Regions from separate parts of the Triticum aestivum genome. Here region 1 is linked to region 2. A link is a contact called in public Hi-C data. All regions are on one chromosome and are shown on one strand. The core of a region is the stretch at or near the end of the contact, and the rest is flanking DNA. Distances in the headings are between cores, read along the strand shown. Region 1 holds the start of LOC123092456 (phosphoinositide phosphatase SAC8). Region 2 holds the start of LOC123092455.

Region 1 (3,503 bases), core at 233-2,732, 150 kb before region 2:
ATGTAGTGCCTATAGATTTTTACAAAAGTCAAACATTACAAACTTTGACCATGTTTATAGAGAAAAGTAGGTACATCTAGAATACCAAATGCACATCATTGGATACATCGTGAGTTATATTTTCATAATGTACATGTTTGGTATTGTAGATGTAGACAATTTTCTCTATACACTTGGTCAAAGTTGGCAAAGTTTGACTTTCACAAAAATCTATAGGCACTACATTGTGGAATGGAGGGAGTATCATTTTTTCTAGATGACCTTTATGTACTTTTAGTTTTTATCAGAATAGGTGATCAAATATACTTCTTATCAGTTGAGTTTAAATAGCTACAAACTTTAAGAAGGTTTTATTCAATCATAGCAAGTGTCAGTAAATTATGGGAGTGCCATTTTTTTCTGAGAATTCTAGCATAATTTTCATTAGTTGTGATATATACCAAGATACAAGCAATATAGACTGTCAATCGGTTCCTTCTGTGAGGCACGGATTTCAATCTCGAAGTGCATGTAACACATAACAGATGTTCAATGGCTATGTATAATTCATATGATAGATGGCGATGTAAACAGCGATCATAACACAACTCTAGGGCATGAGTTTCATGACCATGTTTTTCTAAAATATTACTCCCAATATATCTCGGTTTAGGTTGATCTACATGTTCAGGAAAATTAGTCCTAGTGTGCATACATTGTCATCTTCTTTGATCTTGTTTGTGTAGGTTTGAGTCTCTCCTTAACAAAAGCTAAACACGAACCTTTCTTTAGGTTTGAGTCTTTCTTATATCGAAAACTTGAAAGCAGAGTTTAAATTTGATCTCTAACTGGTGCAGCAAGCTTTTTAGTGTGTTTGCTTTTGAGAGGGTGGTACATTTTCAACATGTCTTTCCAGGGAAGCTTTTCAATATGCAGAGGTACAGATACTATGCCAGATGGTCCAAGCATCCAATATGTGAAATCACACTGTAGTGAAATTTAATGATAACAGAGATTTATGGTTGGTTGCTTTTCTTTTTTTCTGTGATTTTTCTAGCATGTTTCTCTTCTTTCTGGTTAGCCCGTCATTTACTATAATTTATAATGGAGAGTGTTAGTCCTAGAGCTGCATAAGTTGTCATTATTTTGATCTTGTTTGCATAGGTTCGAGTCTCTCCTCAACAGAAGCTAAACACGAATCTTTCTTTAGGTTTGAGTGTTTCTCCTTTATTGAAAGCAAAGTTTGGACATGCCGGGCCCGTTTCAAGCAAACTTTAGAATTGATTCCTTCCACCTGTTTCTGCCCGTTTGAGCTTTTGATGAGATAGCTGGCCGGGTTGCTCAATGTTTGGAACAAAAAATCGAAAAAAAAAATGTAGTTTAGCTACTAGTAATATATGAATGAAAGGAGCTTTCTGAACACATTTCAGAGAAGGGTTCAGTTCTGGGGATAGTTCTTTTAATTGTTTCGGCGAGCTGACGGCACGGGCAAATGTTGACAGTTTGACTCACCGGCGAGCAACCTGATCATACCGGCCACTCCGTATATCTTGGAGACCTTACAGTCGCTCCCGGCTGCGGCTTCCTCTGCACGCGAGCAAACGAACAGGTAAGCAAAACACCCACTCACGAGCCGAACACGCGACACCAATCAAATCCAGGAGTGAGCCCACTGGAAATGCGCCGCCGGGAAGCTGCCGACGGTCTAGGGCGGGCGTGACCTGGGGAGAGGGGGCGGAGGGAGCCGTCGGAGCGGGCGACGGCGAAGGCGCCGCCGCCGTCGAGCGAGCGGAAGACGTAGCGGTCGCGGAACTCCCGCAGCTCGAGCTCCCGGCTGCAGGATCCCGGCCGCAGGGGCTCGTCGGCGAGCAACGGGGCCTCGTCGGCGTCGGTCGCCATCGGCGTGCGGGCTTGGGCTTGGCTCTGGGCTGGGCTGGACTGGTCTCTCGCCGGATCCGAAACGGGGAGAGAGGAGAGAGAGAGCGGGGGACAGGACAGGAGGGGTGATGACTCACGTGGCACTGCGTGTGGGCCAGCCTCGGATTTACTCAGTGGGGCCAGGGGTAGCTGACGGAAAGGGACCCGCGGGACGCGAGCTGCCACTACCAGGCGTTTCGCGGGGCGCCTGGCGGCTTCGGTGTGACTCGGTCTTTTTCCTCTTCGGAGGTGGAGACTGCGGGCGGGTGTGCGCGACCCGTTCCTGTCTCTGTTTCTGTTGCGGCGGGCCCCGGTTCGGATTCCCCAAAGCTCGTGGGTGCTTTCGTACCGAGTCGGATCTGGTTCAAATAGCCCACTACGGGTGGTACAACAAACTTTCAATCATAAATGAAGAGAGATCATTAGGCCAACTGCAGCGCACGACCCAAACGAACGTCCGTTTTATGCGGATTCTGTCCGTTTAGATAGGGCAATAGGATCGTGTCTGGGCCTGTCCTTAAATGCGGTGGCCGTGCGCCCAGCGCGCGGCCTCATCCTGTCTGTCACGGTCAAAAATGTCCATATAATCATATTTTAATATTCAAAACAAGTTTGCATGTTCAAATAAAAATAGTTTTACAACCCAGTCAAAATTGTCTCTAAATAAAATAGTTTTACAACCATATTGAAATTGTCTTGAATGAACCGATACATTTATTGGTTGTCAATGTGACTCCACACGTGCTCAATCAAGTCATTTTGAAGATCCAAATGAGTGTGCGAATCATGCATTTCATGATGAAATTGGGCAAACTGTTCAAACGTGGCCGGTTCTTGTTGCAGGGGCTCAATATTTTCATCTTGATAATCAAATCCTTGGTCGAAGATGCGGTCATCACGCTCATCGGGGTCTTCTCAACCAATCCCTAGAGAATCAACAAGTTTGATTGGCTAGGGAGAGAGAGATCGGGCGAAAATGAAGCTTGGAGCAACAATGAAATTTGGGGATGGAAGAGGTGAGTCTTCTTGGAGAAGAAGACCCCTTTATATAGTGGGGGACACATCCAACCGTTATGCAGCCCGCAGCCCGCATCTAGGCGGTACTACCGTTGCTGGAGCGGTAGTACCGCTGTGGCAAGCAGGCAAAAGGGCAACTAGGACCGAGGGAGAGGAAGTACATGCACTAGGGCGGTATTACCGCCGATAGGCGGTACTGCCGCTTCATACAGCCGCTGGAAAACAGGGGAGGGCAGCGAGTTGAGCGGCAGTGGAGCGGAAGTAGGAGCGGTACTACCACCGAGAGGCGGTACTACCGCGCCCTACTATCGTCCCTACTACCCCCCCTGCGTGGTCTTTTACGAAAACCCGACACGAAAAATCGAGACCACAGCAGGGGCAGTAGTACCAGCGGCACTAACAAGCGGTACTACCGCCGATAGGCGGTACTACCGCCCTGGCCGCGGTACTACCGCTTAGCACAAGGCACCCCTTGTTTTGCACAACACGGAAACTCCAACTAAGCGGGAAGAAAACTAGGGTGCAAGAAGAATGTGAACATGGTGATTCCACCCATACTCTTCCGAAACGGATTCCCTCTTGATAGTACG
Region 2 (3,864 bases), core at 206-2,705:
GATCACATATAGTGTGAACCAATTCTCTTTTACCATGTAATGATAAGAGAGCATCACACGAGTGTGCAGCTAGCCTGCCCGTCCGCGTTCGAGTCTTGGCTCCTGTGTGATGCTCAAGGTTGCCTCTTATATATATTAATAAAATACCTTTTTTATTCTCTTTCACCATGTGATAATAGAGCATCGTGCGAGTGTGCAGCCAGCCCCCCCTCCCCCGTTCGAGTCCTGGCTTATGCATGGTGCTCAAGGTTGCCTCTTCTATTAAAAAATAATGGTATTTTTATTCTCTTTCAAACAAGGTAGCCTCTTATATTAATAAAAAACTTCTTTTTTGTTCTCTTTCACCATGTGGTAAGAGAGCATCGTGCGAATGTGCAGCCAGCCCGCCTACCTGGGTTCGAGTCTTTGCTCATGCATGGTCCTCAAGGTTGCCTCTTCTATTTAAAAAATATATTTTTTATTCTCTTTCACCATTTGATAAAAAAGCAACGTGTGAGTGTGCGGCCAGCCCGACCGCGTTCGAGTCTTGGCTCCCGCATGGTGCTCAATGTTTCCTCTTCTGTTTTAGAAAAAAATGACTTCTTTTATTCTCTTTCGCCATGTTCCCCGATGAAGTTCATGGCCACATTGGCAATTCGTCGTAGACAGAGAGGAGCGAGCTGATATGATGCCCGTTCGAGCCCAGACAGAGATGGGATGGTCAAGGTGGTGGTCCTTCTCCTTCCTCTCTCTCTCTGTCCAAAAAAAAAGGACGGTCCTTCACCATTTAGGGGTTCACAGCAGCGGTGGGCGCACTCACGTGTTGCACACCTGCATATCTTTAGCGATTCTCCAAGTAAAGACAAGGCTGCAGCTAAGATCAGGTACTGTTCGCTCCGAGCTGTGCGCAGCTCATTTCTTTTCTTTTCTCCCAAGGCAGATGCTATATTGGCTGTGTCTCACGCCTACCCACGGCCTATATTATTGCTTAACACTAATTTGATTATGAGATATTTTAAGGAGTTAACAACAATTTGAGATCTTGTGAGCTCCATCACGGCCATTCACACGCCCTTGCCGCAGTGGCGGGACAAAGACAAGTGGAAACGCAAGGACGGACGGGGCGACCTTAAACCCTTGCAAGGCCGCAGTAAACATCACATGCAATGCATTCCCAAATATCTCAATTTTTACTCCCGAGATCAAAACACAGTAAAGGTCCTCATCTACCTGCCAAAACGGAAGGAAACGGAATCACTACTACCGCTGACCTACAACCAAAACCACCACTTTGTTTTCTGGCAAGTATTACATTCTCACGAACCTCATTAATTGCCGAGACTCAAATAGCAGATCAAGGGCGGATTTTCTTACCCTAAGTGAATTACCGGGCGATTAACGCCGGCGTTAATTACTCAATACTACTAGCAGCACCGGCCGAGTGCTGTAAAAATAACCTCTCCATTAAACCCGTCCCCTCCTCCTCCCCTGTATCCACCTCCGCCCCGCCCCCCTGGATTCCGCCTCCTCCCCCTCCCCCAACCACCTCCGCCGCCGCCGCCGCGGCCCGGCTCTCCAATCCGAGGCCATCCGTCGCCGCTCGCGGCGCCGCAATGCCGCGGGGGGCCGTGAAGCGGAGGCGCGAGCCGTCCCCTGTCGCCGCCGCGGGGGAGCGGAAGCTTCTTCCAGGCGAGCACGTCGAGGTCAGCGCCGTCGAAATCCGCACCGCCGTCATCGCCGGGCGGGCTACGCATTGCTCCCGCGCGGCTGGCTCGCCTGGGTTTGACTTCCCGTGTTTCCCCTGTAGTCTAGTCTAGTGTGGTTGGCTCTGAACAGAGGCCCACTGCACCTTCATCAGATGACTTGTGCTAATGTGGTTAGTTCCGGTAGAACGCGCCGGTGATTGTTGTTTTGCGCGATAATCGTGTGCAGCTGGGAGCGATTGAGTTGGCATCCATCTAAACGATCTAAGACTGTCGGCAGAAATAGCATGTTTGGGTTAATCTGCGATGAAGTTCTTGTCAAACAATGGCATTAGTCAGTGCATGGTTGCGCTTGCATGTCTGCCTGTCGCCTAATTAGTCTGCCGAGTTATTTTGCTTGCATCTCATCTACCTGATGCAGTGACATGGTAAAAGATCTTTGCTTTGTTGGTACCCTTGTGGAAAATTGTTTGGAATCATGGGTTCTTGGTTGGTACTCGACTGACTGAATGTTATTATTGGCCTCTCATCCAAGTGTCACTTTGCAGTAGCATTTTTCTTGATTGTTTTGCTGTCTTGCGCACACACAATTACCCTTCATTGTTGAGTGCTAGTGCTTGGAATGTGTAGCATTGTATTGGTTTAGTAGGAACACAAAAGAAAAATAGGAAGTGAGCCAGTCGTCTCTGTTTCGCTCGCACCTAATGAGTTTACTTGTCCATGAACCATGGTCAACCAATGGCATCATCTATAAAATCTCCTCCCCACGGCTTCATTGTTATCATTTATCACCACCACTGATGCGTGTTGGAAATGTTGCTATCCTTTCTTTTTTGCAATCTCACTACAAAAACTCTCATACTTGTGAATGGGAGTAGATTCACTGATATATTTCTCTTCTGCAGGTCATTAGTTTTGATCCAGGGCTATGCGGATCATGGCATCAGGCTGTTGTCATTGAAATTTTGGACAACTTCCGCTCTGTAAGATACATTGATTTTGTTGATGACAGTGGTAGCGGGTCACCTCTTGTTGAGCAAGTTGAGGTGTCAGATGCTATCGATGGCAAGTCAAGTGCGGCTCGGGGATCCACTCGTGGAAAAGTAAGACCGGTGCATCCACATCAACCGCTGCAGGTATCTGATGCAAGCTATGGACTGTGGGTTGATGCACTAGTGGAAGGATCCTATTGGGAAGGTGTCATTGCTGATCACGCTGAAGGCTCCATGGAGAGGAAGGTCTTTTTTCCTGATGAAGGCGATGAACGCATTATGGCAGTCGATCAGCTACGCCGTACTCAGGACTGGGATGAAGTTACTGGAACATGGAAACCACGAGGAACCTGGTTGTTTCTCCAAATGCTGTTGTCACATGAAGAGAAAGATGGTTTACCTGTATCAGTCAGGCAGATATGGTATGACCTGAGGTCAAATCTTTCCTTGACGACAGAAGACAATACGTGGATGTGTGGAACAGAATCTTTTTGGGAGGGATCACTTGCAGCCCTTATTGCAGAATTACGGTCTGTATGTGACAAACATACCCAAGATGGAAATCAAATAGGAGACTCTTGTAGATCAGCAGAAACTTCAACATCTGCAGCCTTTCAAAATAAAAATGTCGAGTCAATTGTCTCGGATAAGCTGGATTCCGCATCAGCTGCTATCTGCCGGACCATGTTAGAATTCATCTCATACTATCGCAATAACGACAGGATTAGTGCTCGTGCCAAACGGGAGTCTGCAAAGCACCATCTTAAATCAGTAGGGTGGACCTTTGTAGACGATAGAGCTAAGAACAGATATTGTGTCTCACCTGATGGGAAGCGGTTTGCATCTTTTATAGCAGCATGTGAGGCTTACCTGGCACAGAAGGGTTGTCATACAAATAATTTGCTTTTACATAGTGTGACTCGAAATAATGAAGATTGCAGCTCAATTGGCACAGATCTTATCCTAAGGGAGAACAAACACCATAATAAGTTGAGTATGGATGCCTCAGCTTCTTGGATGCCAGTACAGCTAGATGCAAAATTTTCCCCACCTATAGCGTCGTTGCTTGCTAGTTACCAAGAGGTCACCAGTTTTTCCCAGGGACAAATTAATGAGACCATGAGGATGAAGCTGAAGGAGCATCTCCTGGCATTAGGTTGGAGTATTGTGTCCAAAGAAGATGATATTAT

What was found. Hi-C and Micro-C count contacts between places; a contact is called where the count stands out from the background.
Region 1: a Hi-C map of leaf shows a contact between it and region 2, with 4 times the contacts expected there. The contact joins the promoter of LOC123092456 here to the promoter of LOC123092455 in region 2. A contact is called at or near these places in 2 of 5 Hi-C or Micro-C datasets (both in leaf).

What each region holds. Positions count from the first base shown.
Region 1 is chr4B:417,581,470-417,584,972 of IWGSC CS RefSeq v2.1, reverse strand. It overlaps LOC123092456 (phosphoinositide phosphatase SAC8), which reads right to left and starts at 1,482. Exons shown (of 16, transcript XM_044514239.1): 1 at 1-1,482.
Region 2 is chr4B:417,429,620-417,433,483 of IWGSC CS RefSeq v2.1, reverse strand. LOC123092455 reads left to right here and starts at 1,455. Exons shown (of 11, transcript XR_006444602.1): 1 at 1,455-1,682; 2 at 2,588-3,864.